Linked DNA regions of Sus scrofa: regions 2 and 3 are each linked to region 1. The links are chromatin contacts, called in public promoter capture Hi-C maps. All regions are on one chromosome and are shown on one strand. The core of a region is the stretch at or near the end of the contact, and the rest is flanking DNA. Distances in the headings are between cores, read along the strand shown. Region 1 holds the start of TSPAN33 (tetraspanin-33). Region 2 holds the start of SMKR1 (small lysine-rich protein 1). Region 3 overlaps STRIP2 (striatin-interacting protein 2).

Evidence for each region. Promoter capture Hi-C pulls out the DNA fragments that hold promoters and counts their contacts.
Region 2: a contact with region 1 is called in a promoter capture Hi-C map of fetal liver, with 2.2 times the contacts expected there. The contact joins the promoter of SMKR1 here to the promoter of TSPAN33 in region 1.
Region 3: a contact with region 1 is called in a promoter capture Hi-C map of liver, with 3 times the contacts expected there. The contact joins the enhancer-like site here to the promoter of TSPAN33 in region 1. A contact is called at or near these places in 1 of 5 promoter capture datasets (liver) and 4 of 47 Hi-C or Micro-C datasets (epiblast stem cells, retroperitoneal adipose tissue, skeletal muscle and 1 more).

What each region holds. Positions count from the first base shown.
Region 1 is chr18:19,512,151-19,517,087 of Sscrofa11.1, forward strand. TSPAN33 (tetraspanin-33) reads right to left here and starts at 2,211. Exons shown (of 8, transcript XM_003134681.4): 1 at 1,861-2,211. The coding sequence starts at 1,962.
Region 2 is chr18:19,197,332-19,202,268 of Sscrofa11.1, forward strand. It overlaps SMKR1 (small lysine-rich protein 1), which reads right to left and starts at 2,699. Exons shown (of 3, transcript XM_003484024.3): 1 at 2,512-2,699; 2 at 2,086-2,452. The coding sequence starts at 2,699.
Region 3 is chr18:19,218,063-19,222,999 of Sscrofa11.1, forward strand. STRIP2 (striatin-interacting protein 2) reads right to left here. Exons shown (of 21, transcript XM_003134694.6): 18 at 2,490-2,556. Among named protein-coding and RNA genes, the nearest start is that of SMKR1, 21 kb to the left of the region's middle. Within about 2 kb of position 2,034, at least 7 of the 83 cell types and tissues checked have an H3K27ac peak or open chromatin away from gene starts, as enhancers often do. A contact at or near this core is called in liver and skeletal muscle, where this site is marked.

The DNA.
Region 1 (4,937 bases), core at 961-3,460:
ATGCAAAGTTTTAGCTGACAGAGAGAGTCAGCATGAAGAGCTGAGATCTCTGGGATGCTAGTGCTGGCTCTGAGGATGGCACGTCATTGGCCTGGAACAGACAGTGAGCAAGTAGGAGGGTTCTCCAGGACCTGCCCCTAAGTGGGGGTTCCCCTTAGGACATTCCCCAGCCTGGCAGAGTGGTGGCAAGATTTTCTTCAGTTCTTCCCTGACCTCCAGCTGAAATAGAGCCTACACCGTGGACTAGTTGACTAGTTAACTACTAATACTGCTAACACCAGCTATTGTAGCAGCTGTCTGGGCCAAGAACTTCCCCCTAGAGGCACTGTGGCTCAGTAGAAAAACCACCAGATCAAGCCACTAACCATCTGTTGGACCTAGCGTGAAACAACATCTCTGCGCTTTGGCTTTCTCATTTATAAAATGTGGGTCCTGGACAAGACATCTTCCCAAAATGTTTTTTCCAGTTCTAAAACTGAGAATTTGTTAGGAGTTCAAACTTCATTCTTCCCAGTACAATGGCTGAGAATGAGCTGTCATCACCACCCTTTGAGATTTCTCTCATTTTTCCCAACAGGCTAGCACTTAGGTACTTGGTGTGTGTTCACACCATGGCCCCCGTGAAACCTTTCCAGCAACTTGCTTAGATGCCTAGTCTGCACCCTCTCCTAGGAAATATATTTTAGACTCCTTCCTCCTGCAAGTCTGAACTTTAGGTCTCAGGCAGAGGTGGGCAAGTGTAATGGGCTCCGAGAGCCGCAGCTCTGATGTAGTTGGTGCCGGAAGAAAATCAGGGAATCTGGAGGTCGGGGTGGGGGTCGGGGTGTGTATGGTGGGTCCCACTATGTTCTCAAACCCGGAGGGCCTCAGGGATTCTCTAGACATGAAACAGGATTGAGCTAGCATTTCAAGATCTGGTCCAGCTGCATTCACAGCTCCAGCAGAGTATTTCCGACATCCTTGATCATGTGGCGTTTGATTTTACGGAGGAGAGACCAAGGCCTACAGAGGTGAGCGTATGGCCCAGGTTAGTCAAGTTAACAATTAATGGCAGAGTGGGGATGAAAATCCAGGCAGCCCCAGTCCAACATTTTTTTCCACTTTTCCAGCCCTAAGCAGAAGATTCTGAAAGGACCCCTGACCTTCCAGTCAAACACAGGGTCCTATTTAAAGAATCTGAAGACTGTCAAACTCCAGGGGCTAGAGTCTGGTCCCGAGCAAGGTGAGGCAAAGTTTGAGACAGTGCTGGGAAAGGCATCTACACCCGGAGGCCATTCCTGTCCTTTTTCCGCCTTTTGCGGGGGGGAAGGGAGGGTAGAGGCCTGCAAAAGGAAGAGATGAGAGCCCCTTAACCCCTTCTCTCTGAGGTAAGGGAGAAGGAAGGTTTGGGTTTCCCCCTCTTCCTCTTTTCTTTGCTATCAGGGCCTCCCAGGCCAAAAAATCCCCCAACGATGGGATTTTTAACTACTAAGACTGCTAACACGTATCAGTGGGTCTGCCTTCGACCAACAAGAAAACCCACTCCTCCCGCTCAAACCCACCTTTTTTTTTTTTTTTTTTTTTTTTTGGCCTAAAACAGACCCTCCTCCGCTGCCCATGGAATACCCATAAGTCTTTACTGAATCCCTTGCAGACCCCCCCCACCCCAACACCCCCTACACACAAGGCGTCACTGTGGTGTCCCTGCCTAGGATAAATTACCCCAAAGTGCGGTCTTCCCGGAAAACTAGGCAGTGCGGCTCACCACGCTCGCCTCGAACCCGGCATCCGGGGACAACCCTCCTCAGCCGCGGGCAGCCCACTCAGCCCTCCAGGGGGTGCCCTGCCGCCCAGATGCCCCCACGAGCCCCCAAGACTCACCCAGAAGAGCATGTTGAAGAAGAAGAGCAGGTATTTCACCAGCGGGCTGACGAAGGAGAAGTCCTCCCCGTAGGCAGCCGGCGCCCGGGGTCTCCGGGCCATGGTCCAGCCGCCGCCGCCCCCGGGGGCCTATCTCCCCGCGGCGGCCGGCCCACCTGAGCGCTCCGCGCCGGGAGGCATGAGCCGCGCCACCGCTGGAGCCCGAGCGGCGGCGAAGCTGCGGCGCGGCGGGAGGTGCCCGCGCCGTGCGTCCGGAAGAAGCGCGGGCTGAGGAACGGCGCCGCCACTGGAGCCGCCGGGAGTCGCGGGAGCCACCGCGGGCAGCGTGAGCGGCTGAGACTCCGCTGCGGCCAGAGGACCAGCCCGGCCCGCCGGGCTCCCAGGAAACCGGGCCCGCCCCAGGCCGCCCATTGGTTGGTCTGCCAAAACCCGACTTCTCATTGGCCAGCCTCTGGTGTCACTTAGTGTCCAACCATCCCTCTTTTCTGAAAGGCGGGGGAGACACCTGTTCTGCGAGGGACAACTTGTTAAAGGGTCAGTGATTCTGCCTCCACCCTCAAGAAGAAAACATCCAGGCTGCAGCTATTCAAGGGAAAAAGGATCAGAAGGAATGCACGCTGCATCACACACCCACTCCTCTACGCAGTTGCTGTGCACCATATGCAAACACACATACACTAAAATCAACAAGTACGTAGACCATATGTTGAGCAATGCGCTGAAAACTGTGGGACACAAGAATCCGGGGTTGAGGGGGATGACAATAAAATCAGAGACAAAACGAACCTACATATAGCAATTGAGAATATTTAAGAGTAGCTGCAGTCCTGTTTAGTAACTAGATATATACGTATTTATGTATATATATTTATGTATATGTGGGGTTTTTTTGTTTTGTTTTGTTTTGTTTTGCCGCACCAGCTGGCATGTGGAAGTTCCCAGGCCAGGAGTTGAACCCGTACCACAGCAGCTACCAGAGCCACTGCAGTGATAACACTGCATCCTTAACCTGCTGCACCACAAGGGAACTCCAGTAACTGCATATTTTAAATGCTTATTTCAAAAACTCTATAACCCAATGGTGGAAATTTGGAAACATCACCAACAATGCTACCATCCTAATTCATCACCGTTTCAATCCTCACCTCCCTATTTAAGTCTTGGTGTCTTGGTCTACACCGGTTTTAAACACGGTGATCTGGCACGCACAGGTTGAGTGAAATGTAGGTGGTGGACCCTGCCTGGCTACCATAAGTAACACAAACACGAATGCTGAAGACTGTTTGTATCACCACCCCCAACCCAAACTCAGATGTTGAAATCTTGCCTCCCAAGGTTATGGTATTAAAGATGGGGCCTGGGGTGGGGGTGGGGGGGTGGTTTTGCTTAGGTCACAAGAAATGGAGCTTTCATGAATGGGATTAGTGCCTTTGTAAAAGAGACCCTAGAGCGCTCCCTAACCCTCTCTGCCAGGTTAGGACACAGCGAGAAGACAGCTGCCTAGGAATCAGGAAGTAGGCTCTCACCAGAAATTGAATCTGTGGGTGTCTAGATCTTGGACTTTCTAGCCTCCAGAACTGTGAGAAATATATTTCTGTTGTTTATAAGCCACTCAGTTCATAGCAGTTTCTTTATAACAGTCTGAACAGAGTAAAACAATTATTTCAGCCTCATCAGTTGTATGACTTGGGCCAACTTCTTAATCTCCCTGAGTCTTATTTTCTTTCATGTTACCTAGGGAAGGTGCTGGCCTAATAACATTGACGTGAGGATTAAATGAGATAATGCACACAAATCACTTAGCATAGTTTGGCATATAGAAGGGCTCACCAAATGCAATATTTTGTTTGAACAGAATTTAGAATCCTGTCAGGAAATATGGTAATTGCACAAATAACTATAACATATTTAGTGGAGAGTTGGTGAAGATAGCATGGCCAGTGAAATTGGAGGAGGATAATATTTAGAATAGCAGAGACGAAGGAGAAAAGTAATCCAGGTGAACCAAAGGTGAACCAGAGCCTGGAGCTGCAAAAGCACACTGTGTGTTTACTGAAAAATAAGCAGACCGGTTTGCCTTGAGCATAGGTGATGCTCAGTATGGCAGTGGAAGGTAATGCTGATTGACGCCAGTCTATGCTGAATTGACTTAAAATCATGGAGGGACTTGAATATCAGATTGGGGAGTTAGCATCTAATTGATTTGGAAACCAATTAAATTTGGAAGAAAGGAATAATGTCAGACCTGCTTTTTTTTCAGTAAGAGTGAGAAAGAGACTGAGAGGAAGATTTGTTGGAAGATCACTGTTCAGGAGTTCCCTGGTTTGTCACTGCCGTTGTGCGGGTTCGATCCCTGGCTGGGAAATTTTGCATGCTACGGGCGCAGCCAGAAAAAAGAAGAAGAAGAAGAAGAGAGAAGATCATTATTAATAGCCTAGATAATCAGACATTAAGATATTTAGGAGAAATGGACAGATCTGATGGGAAGAGATAGAAGTGAAGATAGAATCTGGGAAGATAGAAACTCTAAGGCTTGGCTATGCTGGGAGGTAAGGGGGATAGCAGCGCCAGGGTTTGGGGGAGTCTAAGAAGTGAGCCAAGGCCGGGTTACTGGGAGTTTGGCCATTAACAGCTTAAGGTGACCACTTGGAAATTGAGTATGAAGTGGGTGGGGTGGGGAGAAGCCGTTTTATAAGAGGTTAAGGAGTGAATGGGTAAGCAAAGGGTGGGCACCCATTTTCAGATGTTAGCGGGATGAGGGTGAGGACTGAGAAAAAGACAAGCTGCTGAATGTTTCCATCAGATGATCATCCAGAGACCAGTTTTAGTGCAGACAGGAAGAGGAAGGCAGGGCACAAGGGATCAAGGACGGGATGGAGGGTGGAATGGAAACTGAGGGTGAGGACTGCGGACCCTTTAACTAGAAGTCAGAAGGTTATGGGAGCCTTAAGGGACCTTAGAATGAAGGGAAAATTCTCTTTAGCATACAAGAGACCTGATATGTTTGTAGGCAAAACAAGCTAGTAAAAAGGGGTTGAGATGGTTAATGGCTGGGACAAGGTGGTTTGGGAGTTAAT
Region 2 (4,937 bases), core at 1,449-3,948, 310 kb before region 1:
GCAAGGCCAGGGATCGAAACTGTGTCCTCACGGATGCTAGTCAGATTCGTTTCTGCTGAGCCGCAACAGGAACTCCCTAGGCGAAGTAAATAGCCAGTCAAGTTAACAACAAAATCAACGTGGCTGCCCATTGAGAGGAGTTGAGGCTGGAAAGGTAGGCAGGATGCAGCTCTGGCCTGCAGGCCTAGTAATCTAAGGTGGATGACCTTTATCCAAGGAGCCATGAGAACACATCGGCTCAAATGGCTTTACTTATTTATTTATTTATTTGTCTTTTTGCCTTTTCTAGGGCCGCTCCCACAGCATATGAAGGTTCCCAGGCTAGGGGTCGAATCAGAGCTGTAGCCACTGGCCTATACCAGAGCCACAGCAATGCAGGATCCGAGCCGCCTCTGCGACCTACACCACAGCTCAAGGCAACACTGGATCCTTAACCCACTGAGCAAGGCCAGGGATCAAACCTGCAACCTCATGGTTCCTAGTCAGATTTGTTAACCACTGAGCCACAATGGGAACTCCTGGCTTTACTTATTAAATCATTCTGCTTCAGTTTTCTGGTCTCTGAAAGGTAACGGTAGTGTCAACCATGTGAAGGGACTGAGAATAACTCTCAATTTAATCGAGAGATATTTAGTGCTCTTACATGGTGATTAACTGGAAGGAACATGGGCTTACATTTCTATATTATGGTCTAAGGAGGTGACGAGTAAGGCTTTCCATGGCCAAACAGGCAAAGCACCATAAGTGAGGTGCAGAGGGCTATGGGCACTTAGGGAGCAACAGGGGAACAGAAGTTGCATCAAAGATGGGTCAGTCTTTAAGCAGATGGATACCTCGAGATGAGACAGGGGCAGAAGGCTTCCAGAAGAATGTGGGATGTAGTTTTGGTTTTGGTTGCGTTTGTTTGTTTTTTAAACAGAGATGATAATATGGCAGATAAAGCTCCAAGAGGTTGAGGCCCTTTTACCAGAGGCTCCCAGAACTATGCTCAAGCAGAGCAGGGTCTAGTTCCACAAGGCCCTAAGGTGGGCGCGCTACAAGGTCACAGCCATTCTGGGATAACAGAATTGGCAGAGAAGGAGGACGAAAGAGATGGACAGGCCTTGGCTAGCGATAGCAGGCTACTGCCAGAATCCAGGCAAGTGGTAGTAAGGAGGCCATGACCAACAGTGGCAGTGAGAGAGGCAGGTCGCAAGGACTGGGGCACAGGAATGCTTTCGCATTTGCCGCCAGCAGAATGAATGAGCTGGATTTGAACACAGTTTGAAAAGGCTCTCTGGTAAAAAGATCCAGAGGGAATTTGGAAACGGAGGTTTGGCGTTTCAGTGTGGTTTGGTTTAAGATGGGGGTCTGTGAGCCAACGACTTAGAGCTTAGACAGAAGTAAGAATGTTGCAGGCTTTCCTGGACATAAAGTGCAAGAACTCCCTGCACAAAAGCTCTCCTCCAAAGCCCTTCCTCAAACTGGGGTTGGAAAGGATAATCATTGTCTAGAGCGGGCACTCCCCGCAGCACCAGGGCTCATTGTCTATTTCCTTAATCCACAGAGAAGAATCCCACAAGTGACAGAAGGCTGGCGGCAGCAGAAGCTAAGTTCCTGGCCAGCTGCTGTTGGCGTTAACTGGTGTTCCGGCATTTTCTGGGTGTGAAAGTTGCTCAAGAGAACCGAGGGACTTCAACCAACCAACTCACAAAAAAACCTTTCAGCCTGATTCAGCGGTTGCTGAGCTCTTCCGCGGCGGGCGCAGACCACCCAGGAAAACCCTCTCCCCCTCATTTTTATCCAAAGTGTTCATTTCACGGGTTGGGCACCACTCAACACAAGGAGATGAAGGCGCTGATCTCGTGGCACGGGCAACAAGTCTTAGTAAAGCGTGCCTCTACCAGACAGACGGTATTAAACTAATTTAACAAGAGCCTCAGAACCTCTGATGCTTAAATAAGACGTGTATTAATTACCATGGTAATGCTTTCTCAGTTGAGCAGGTGAGTGTGGCATGGGTTCCCAATCCTGAAATAGAGAGAGAGACCCCAGTTCTCCGCAAGGCCTGGGGGCTGTGCCCCCGCGCCCATTCCTGCCGCTCACCGGGCTGCCACCACCGCGCTCTCCAGCGAACCGCCGTGGGCCCGGGGCTTCGCCACGTTTCTCGAGTCCGCTCTCACCCTTCCGCCCGAGGAGGTCTAGGCGCTCGCGGGAGCCCAACGCGGTGAGGGGGCAGCCAGCCACCCAGCGGCCGCCACGCGGGGCTGGGACCCCCGCCACAGAGAGGCAGCGGGCTGCGCGACTCAGTGCTTCGTCGCCTCGGGGCCTGGGGCTCCCGGCGGGCGGTCGCGGGAGGGCGGGCTCACAAGCTCTGGGCGGTGCGCGCCGCGGGGGCGGGGCCGCGCGGTGTTTACGTGTTGCCAGGACACCGGGGCCTGGCTCCCAGCCTGCCCCGCGAGCCTGCGCCCGCCTTCCTGAGAGCGGGCTCAGTTCCCTTCTGGTCGCGCCGCGCTGGCTGGGTCATTTCACCTCGCGCGACGGCGACCCAGGCTGCTAGTGCCCAGAACCCCGCTGGCTTTGGGCGAACAAGTGGGCGAAGGCGAGGTCCGGATGGTGCCCCGGGTGAATGAGGCTGGCCTTAGAATAGGAGGATTCGGCTCAGAGTATGAGCTCGGCCCCTCACTGGCTGGCCTTGGAAAAGTTACGGAAGACTCCATGACCTTTTTGGAAAAGGAGATAAAACCTCTGAGAGTCGAAGTGAAAATAACATGGGGAAATGTTTGTAAAAGAGCCTGTAAAAAAAAAAAAATAAATAAATAAATAAAAATAAAAATAAAAGGAGTTCCCATCGTGGCGCAGTGGTTAACGAATCCGACTAGGAACCATGAGGTTGCGGGTTCGGTCCCTGCCCTTGCTCAGTGGGTTAACGATTCGGCGTTGCCGTGAGCTGTGGTGCAGGTTGCAGACGCGGCTCGGATCCCGCGTTGCTGTGGCTCTGGTGTAGGCTGGTGGCTACGGCTCTGAATAGACCCCTAGCCTGGGAATCTCCATATGCCGCAGGAGCGGCCCAAGAAATAGCAAAAAGACAAATAAATAAATAAATGAGCCTGTAATGATACAAACATTCGTAAAAAGGGCCTGAAAAACAAAACCTAGAGTGAGATTAGGCAAGAAAGGACATGGTAGATGCAATTCTGCTTCCAACCCTGAGTTCATCCTGACTCAAGAATGAAGAAGAATACAGTTTGGGAGCAAGGACTCTCATTCGTTTTTACGACTTTTTTTTTTTTTTTGTCTTTTTGCCTTTTCTAGGGTCGCTCCTGCGGCATATAGAGGTTCCCAGGCTAGGGGTCCAATCGGAGCTGTAGCCGCTGGACTATGCCAGAGCCACAGCAATGCCAGATCCGAGCCGCGTCTGTGACCTACACCACAGCTCATGGCAATGCCAGATCCTTAACCCACTGAGCAAGGCCAGGGATTGAACCTGCAACCTCATGGTTCCTATTCAGATTCGTTAACCACTGGGCCACGACGGGAACTCCTGGCTCTTCCCTTTTTATTCAAGTTATTAGGCATCTATCTTGTGTCTGTTAGTTCTAGGCCCTGGAAATTCAGCAAAGTTCTTTTTTGGGGGGAGAGGGTTGTAGAATGGGGGACATGGTGTACATTTAAAATGATAGATGTTAACAGGATGTAATACATTGGATGTATTAAATTGATGTGAGGGCTGCTGGCTTATTTTTTTATTTATTAGAACCACACTTGCGGCAAAGTCCCCTGCCCTCTTCCTGTGCTCTCTCCTCTGTTGGCCCCTCTCTTAATCCCTGGGTGGGGGTGGCTCACACTCCCTGTATACACCTCTTTGGATCTTCACAATTCTCTCAGGTTAACCCCTATTAGGCTCACTCCCAAACCTGTTCCAGCCCTGCTTTTCCTGAGTTTCAAATTGGAGGTTCAGAACCTTACTGCTGTGTTTTAAAATTGAGCTGTCCTGGAGTTCCCTGATGGCTCATCAGGTTAAGGATCCAGCATTGTCACTGCTGTGGCTTGGGCTGCTGCTGTGGTGTGGTTTTGATCCCTGGCCCTAATTTAGCTGTCTTAAAAGTAGATCTGTGCCTGGGGGTGACATGGAGTGTGTGTATGTATGAGATTGACTCCGCAAAGGCTTAAGAGAATAATTTGGGAGTGATAAAAATGTTCTCTGCATCCTGCTGTGGTGGTGGTAACACCAGTGCAGGACTGGCTACATAATTTGCATGGCTCAGTGCAAAATGAAAACATGGGGAAACAGGGGAAAATGCCACCAAAGGTATTAAATTATGAAACTTTTCCCTTTTTTTTCTGTGATTGCTGTTTTAGTTTGCTTTTGAATATTGTGTTTCCCCAGGGAATAGGGACACTCCACTTCCCAGGTATCTTCCCTTCCCAAAGGTGCCACCTCACATGGGTGACCTCGAAGGAAATATAGCCCCTTTGCTGGGATGTGCTTGGTAACCTGGATCCTGATAGGTGAGATGCTCACTCTCTCTGAATGTGCTGAGGTGTGCCCTGAGACATCTGGGTGCCAGTCTGACTCTGAGGTGGGGGCGGAATGGGTGAGAGTGAGAGTTGGGTGGTGTGAGGGTGACAGGAAATGAGATTCATCAGACTTGAGACTCCAAGCCCTTCTGTCCCACAAGATCCATTGTTTGATCAGGCTTCATCTACAAAACATAAATTCTAAAATAAGTTAAGAATTTCAAGGAGTTCTCATTGTGGCTCAGTGGGTTAAGAACCTGACTAGTATCCACGAGGATTCGGGTTTGATCCCTGGCCTCACTCGGGTAGGTTAAGGATCCAGTGTTGCTGCGAGCAGATGTGACTTGGATCTGGCATTGCTGTGGCTATGGTGTAGGCTGGCAGCTGTGGCTCCGATTTGACCCCTAGCCTGGGAACTTCCAGTATTGCAGATGTGG
Region 3 (4,937 bases), core at 784-3,283, 290 kb before region 1:
CCAATAATAGTAGAAAACAATCTTTAAAAAGAAATTAAGTAGTGGGGGGGGTTTCCTTGTGGCACATCAGGTTAAGGATCTGGCATTGTCACTGCAATGACCTGGATTGCTGTTGTGGTTCAGGGGTGATCCCTGGCCTGGGAATGTCTACATGCCTTGGGTGTGGCAAAAAAAAAGTAGTGGAATATTATGTGTAGCTATTAAAAATTATGTTCTCAGGAATGTTTAATAAAATGATATTGTGAACATTTAAATTTTACCATGTAAATTGAAACATGTAAAGTTCTTATTTTTTTAAATAATATGTATATGTGTATGTATATATATATACATATATATATGAATGATATATACAAATGAATATATTGAATGAACCAATATATACATGGTTAACTGCAGCAAAATATATTTTTTTCTTTTTTCTCATGCCCATGGCACATGGAAGTTCCTGGGCCAGGAATGGAACCTGTGACACAGCAGTGACAACACTGGATTATTAACCTGCTGAGCCACCAGGGAACTCCAACACTAGTCCTTTCTGAGTGCAGAAGCCATCAGATTAGATAAACAAACCACTGTGTTGAAGGCCTGTGTGGAGCGAACTTGCTAGTTAAGTCCATTACTGGGCTCAGGGAATTCTTTTAAAGTTCAAGTAAAAAAACAAAAAACTGATTACCAAATGAAACCAGCAGGTGCCACTGTTGCTTCACAGAAAGGACAAGAATACCTAGCATGAGTGTTTTTTATGCTAATTTCTACTTATGTGACTGAGAAAAGAGAACACATTGTATCAAGAAATAGATTCAGGTCATAAAAGCTGACTTTATGTTTTGAAATACCCTACTAATTGAAAAGGGTGGGTTTCTTTGTTTCTTCTTCTTTTTTTTTTTGCTTTTTTAGGGCTGGACCCATAGCAAATGGAGGTTCCCAGGCTAGGGGTCGAATAGGAGCTACAGCTGCCAGCCACAGCCACGCCAGATCTGAGCTGCATCTACGACCTACACCACAGCTCATGGCAATGCGGGATCCTTAATCCACTGAGTGAGGCCAGGGATTGAACCCACAACCTCATGGTTCCTAGTTGGATTTGTTAACCGCCGTGCCACGACGGGAATTCCTGAAAAGTTTTAATGCTATCTGTGTACTACTGTTTCTGTGAGAAAGTGCATTCCTCATTCCAACTCTGAATGGCAGGGACGCATTGGCAGAGGGTCTCCACTTTGGCTCTGTTGCTTTCAACTGTAAGGTTCTGGCAGCTACCTAACTTCTCCATCTACAAAACATTAATACCAACCTCATACAGTTGCTTTAAAAATTGACTATCATAAATAAGGTTAGACAACTTATTACCTCTCTCTGCAGTGTTAAGAAGCTCTCAACTTCCTTGACTACTGAGACCACATCTAATTCAGACAGGAAGTCTCTGCCCAGGTGCTAAAAGAAGTGCTAGACTTGGTGTCTCAGGACTCAGGTTTTTCTCTAATTCAGGGTTGATATCTATGAGGAGTGGATCTGACAAGTCACTTCATCCACTGGGCCCCTAGGTTTCTCATCTTTGAAATAGGGGGGTAGGCCAAATGGCACTCAGGTCCCCTCCAGCCAAGAATCCTACAGTTCTGTAAAACTTGTGCCCCAGAAGTTACCACCATTCTACTTTTGCGCAATATACTTTTCTGATGTGACACTTTGCAGGTATTAAACTGGGGGACAAGGGGTTGGGGAACACACAGGCACTGCCATCCGATCATTTATTGAACTCCTTCCATGTACTGAACATGGTGCTAGACTCTGGGGATATAAAGATGAAGATGGTACTGTCTCTTCCTTCAAGGAGTTTTCTGTCAAATGGGGAAACAAATACAGATAGACAATCACAGTGCAATGGGGTGAGGCTATGGGCTGAGGTAATAGCTAAGTTGATCTTCAACATGCTGTTGATCAGCCAGTTTCACAGGATTCAGAATAACTCTGAGGGACTTTTCTGATTTGCCTAAAGCTCTTTCCAGCATGAGGAGCTTTCTGGGTCATCCTTCTGGGGCCAAATCGACTTTTGCCTCAGAGAGACAAAGACAAATATTTTCTGAAGTACACACTCCTGGGTTGTATAACCTATATGGAAATGAGAATAGGCTGAAGCACAGCAAAAAGAAGACAGATAATTGTTTTAGGCTAGAACAGAAAAGAGTCTCCGGCCATTCAGCACGGATGTTCACATTCAACTTGACTCCCATTATCTTTCTAAATTCTCTCTCCTCAGTGTTTTGCACTGACGCTTTTCCCTACAAAACGCTGTGCTCAGCTTTTCCAAATCTTTCTCAACTGGGTCGGCAGCTCTAAACCCCTCCTACCTCTGTGCTCTTGCCAAGGTGCCTTTATTGATCTGAGACTCCCAAACCAGGGCATTAGGGGGCTAGAGAAGAAAAGGAAGAACAAATGCCAACCTCTGCCACCTGGCAATTTCAAAGGCTACCAAATCCCCATCTGCTTACCAGACTCTCTGTAGTAAGCTCTGGCAAATCCTGGATGGTACAGCAAGGGTAATCCAGGACCGAGATGCTGCAAGATGCAGAGATAAGGACAGCTTTTAGGTAAATGGCAATGGCAGGAAATGGCTATATGAGAAAGGGCAGGAGTTATTTCTCCTCGGCAGGCCCCATCTATTTCCCAGATTGCTTAGTGACTTTAGCTCAAACTGAGGGTTCTGATGCCAGCAACGCCAGATCCAATCTCCTCCTCATGGCCATGAGAGAAACCAACAGAGTTCTTTCAGGCTGGCCCCCATATGGCAGAGGCAAGAGAAAGCCGAAAGACCTCTGTATGGCCACCTTTCTCCTCCCTTCTTCAATGAAATACATAAGCTTGTGTGCATTTGTGTTTCTGTATTTAAGAGTATGCTTATGTGTATGTGTGAATATAACTGCTTTCCCAGAGATGCTGCCCAAACTTATCCCACTTCACAACAAATAACCTATGGCTATGAGGATGAAACAAAGACCTCTCCTGTGGCTCTTACCAGATGTTTCTGAAAGCCAGCAGGTCTGGGAAATGTTCGGCGAAGCCACTCCTAGAGGAAACTTGAGACAGAGGCAGCTTCCTGCAGCAAGGCCAGTCTAGTAGCTCAAGAATGGTAATAGCATCTGCCCCCCAAAATAGGCAGTGAGGGACTAAAAGAGGGCTGGAGACTCTGTGGTAAACCCAGGGGTGCAGGCATGAGTCAGAAGGGGAAATAAGTACTGCATGATGACAGGGACACAGTCACTCAAAATGACAGCTCTCTCTCTCTCTTTCCTCTTCTCCCTTACTCACTGGCACAATGCAGAATTTAGACTAGCTAATCTCTAGTGAGCCTTCTGGTTCCGACATTCCATGAAGTTTTAAACAGCAATCCATCTGAACTAGAGTAGTTGGAAATGGATAAATGATGTTAGCAAAGTGGAGATTTTTATAAAGAGGAATATGAACCTGTCTCTACATTTTGAAAGTCAAAACTTCTATCCAAGCAGAAGGCAACAATTTATTTGGCTAGAAATAAGCCAAGAAACCCACAAAGGCAGGAGAGGAGAGGGCAGTGGATCTACCTATAATGTTGCTCATCATCTTATTTCACTCTGTTGGATTCTCCCAAGGTTGCCAGTTCAGTTCTGCTCCATTAGGACAAACATTCTTGGCTGGCTTATTTACTCATCCACCCACCTCCCACTGACAAAGCCCCATGGCAAAGTAGGTACTGGTGATCAGGAAATGAGGGTGGGAAATCAAAAATGAATTGTTTCGGGAGTTCCCGTCGTGGCGCAGTGGTTAACGAATCCGACTAGGAACCATGAGGTTGCGGGTTCGGTCCCTGCCCTTGCTCAGCGGGTTGACGATCCGGCGTTGCCGTGAGCTGTGGTGTAGGTTGCAGACGCGGCTCGGATCCCGCGTTGCTGTGGCTTTGGCGTAGGCCGGTGGCTACAGCTCCGATTCGACCCCTAGCCTGGGAACCTCCATATGCCGCGGGAGCGGCCCAAGAAATAGCAACAACAACAACAATAATGCCGAGGGAGCGGCCCAAGAAATAGCAACAACAACAACAACAACAACAAAAGACAAAAAAAAAAAAAAAAAAAAAATGAATTGTTCCAATCTCAGTGTACTGAATTCTAGCCTTAGGGGGCATAAAGTTACAAGTTTCTGGCATATCTAGATTTTAGGAGCCATGAGGAAACTGTGCAACAACGACCTGTGGGTGCTCAAGTTTCTTGGGATCATGCAACAGTAAAGCTTGCAGATGATACACAGAGGACCACTGCATCCAGATCAATCTTGGCAAATGGTGTAGTCTGGCACTACTGCTCTTTCAACTCCAACCTGAACCTGATGGATGCCTACTGGATTGTCTGACCCCTGCTTCGAGGCCCATGGTGCAGGGAGGCATTTAGCTCCTGAACCCCACTCCCCAGCCACAGCTGACGGATCCAAAGATGGACCTCTATCCCTGGGAATGTGGAAGGGGGATTGAGAGCAAATTCAAGTTCTGAAGTGGCACAGGAATATGTTTAGCTCATGTGGGCATGTTTTGCCAAGTGGCCTGAGAGGCAGATAAAACTGTTTATCAGTGAGAAAGGAAAAACTGGAGTGCAGGTACAGAGGCTTAGTGGCCCTGGATGGAGGTGGAGGGCTTCCTGGGCTCCCTATGCTACAGACCAACCCTGAGGCCCAGAGCAGCATCTTTGTCCTAGGTTCCTCAGGATAACGTACTGCCCATTTTCTCTTGACAAATTCCCAATCCGTGTGAGCCACATCCAGTTGGTTTTGGCTACTTAAGAGGGTTGACTGATACACACAGGTGCCTTCATGAAGCTGCAGCCCTTACCCAGCCGGACCTCCACTTTCATTTTCCTGGGTAACCCCATGAGCACTTATCAAGTGCCATTTTTAAGTGAGTGTACAAGCCTCTG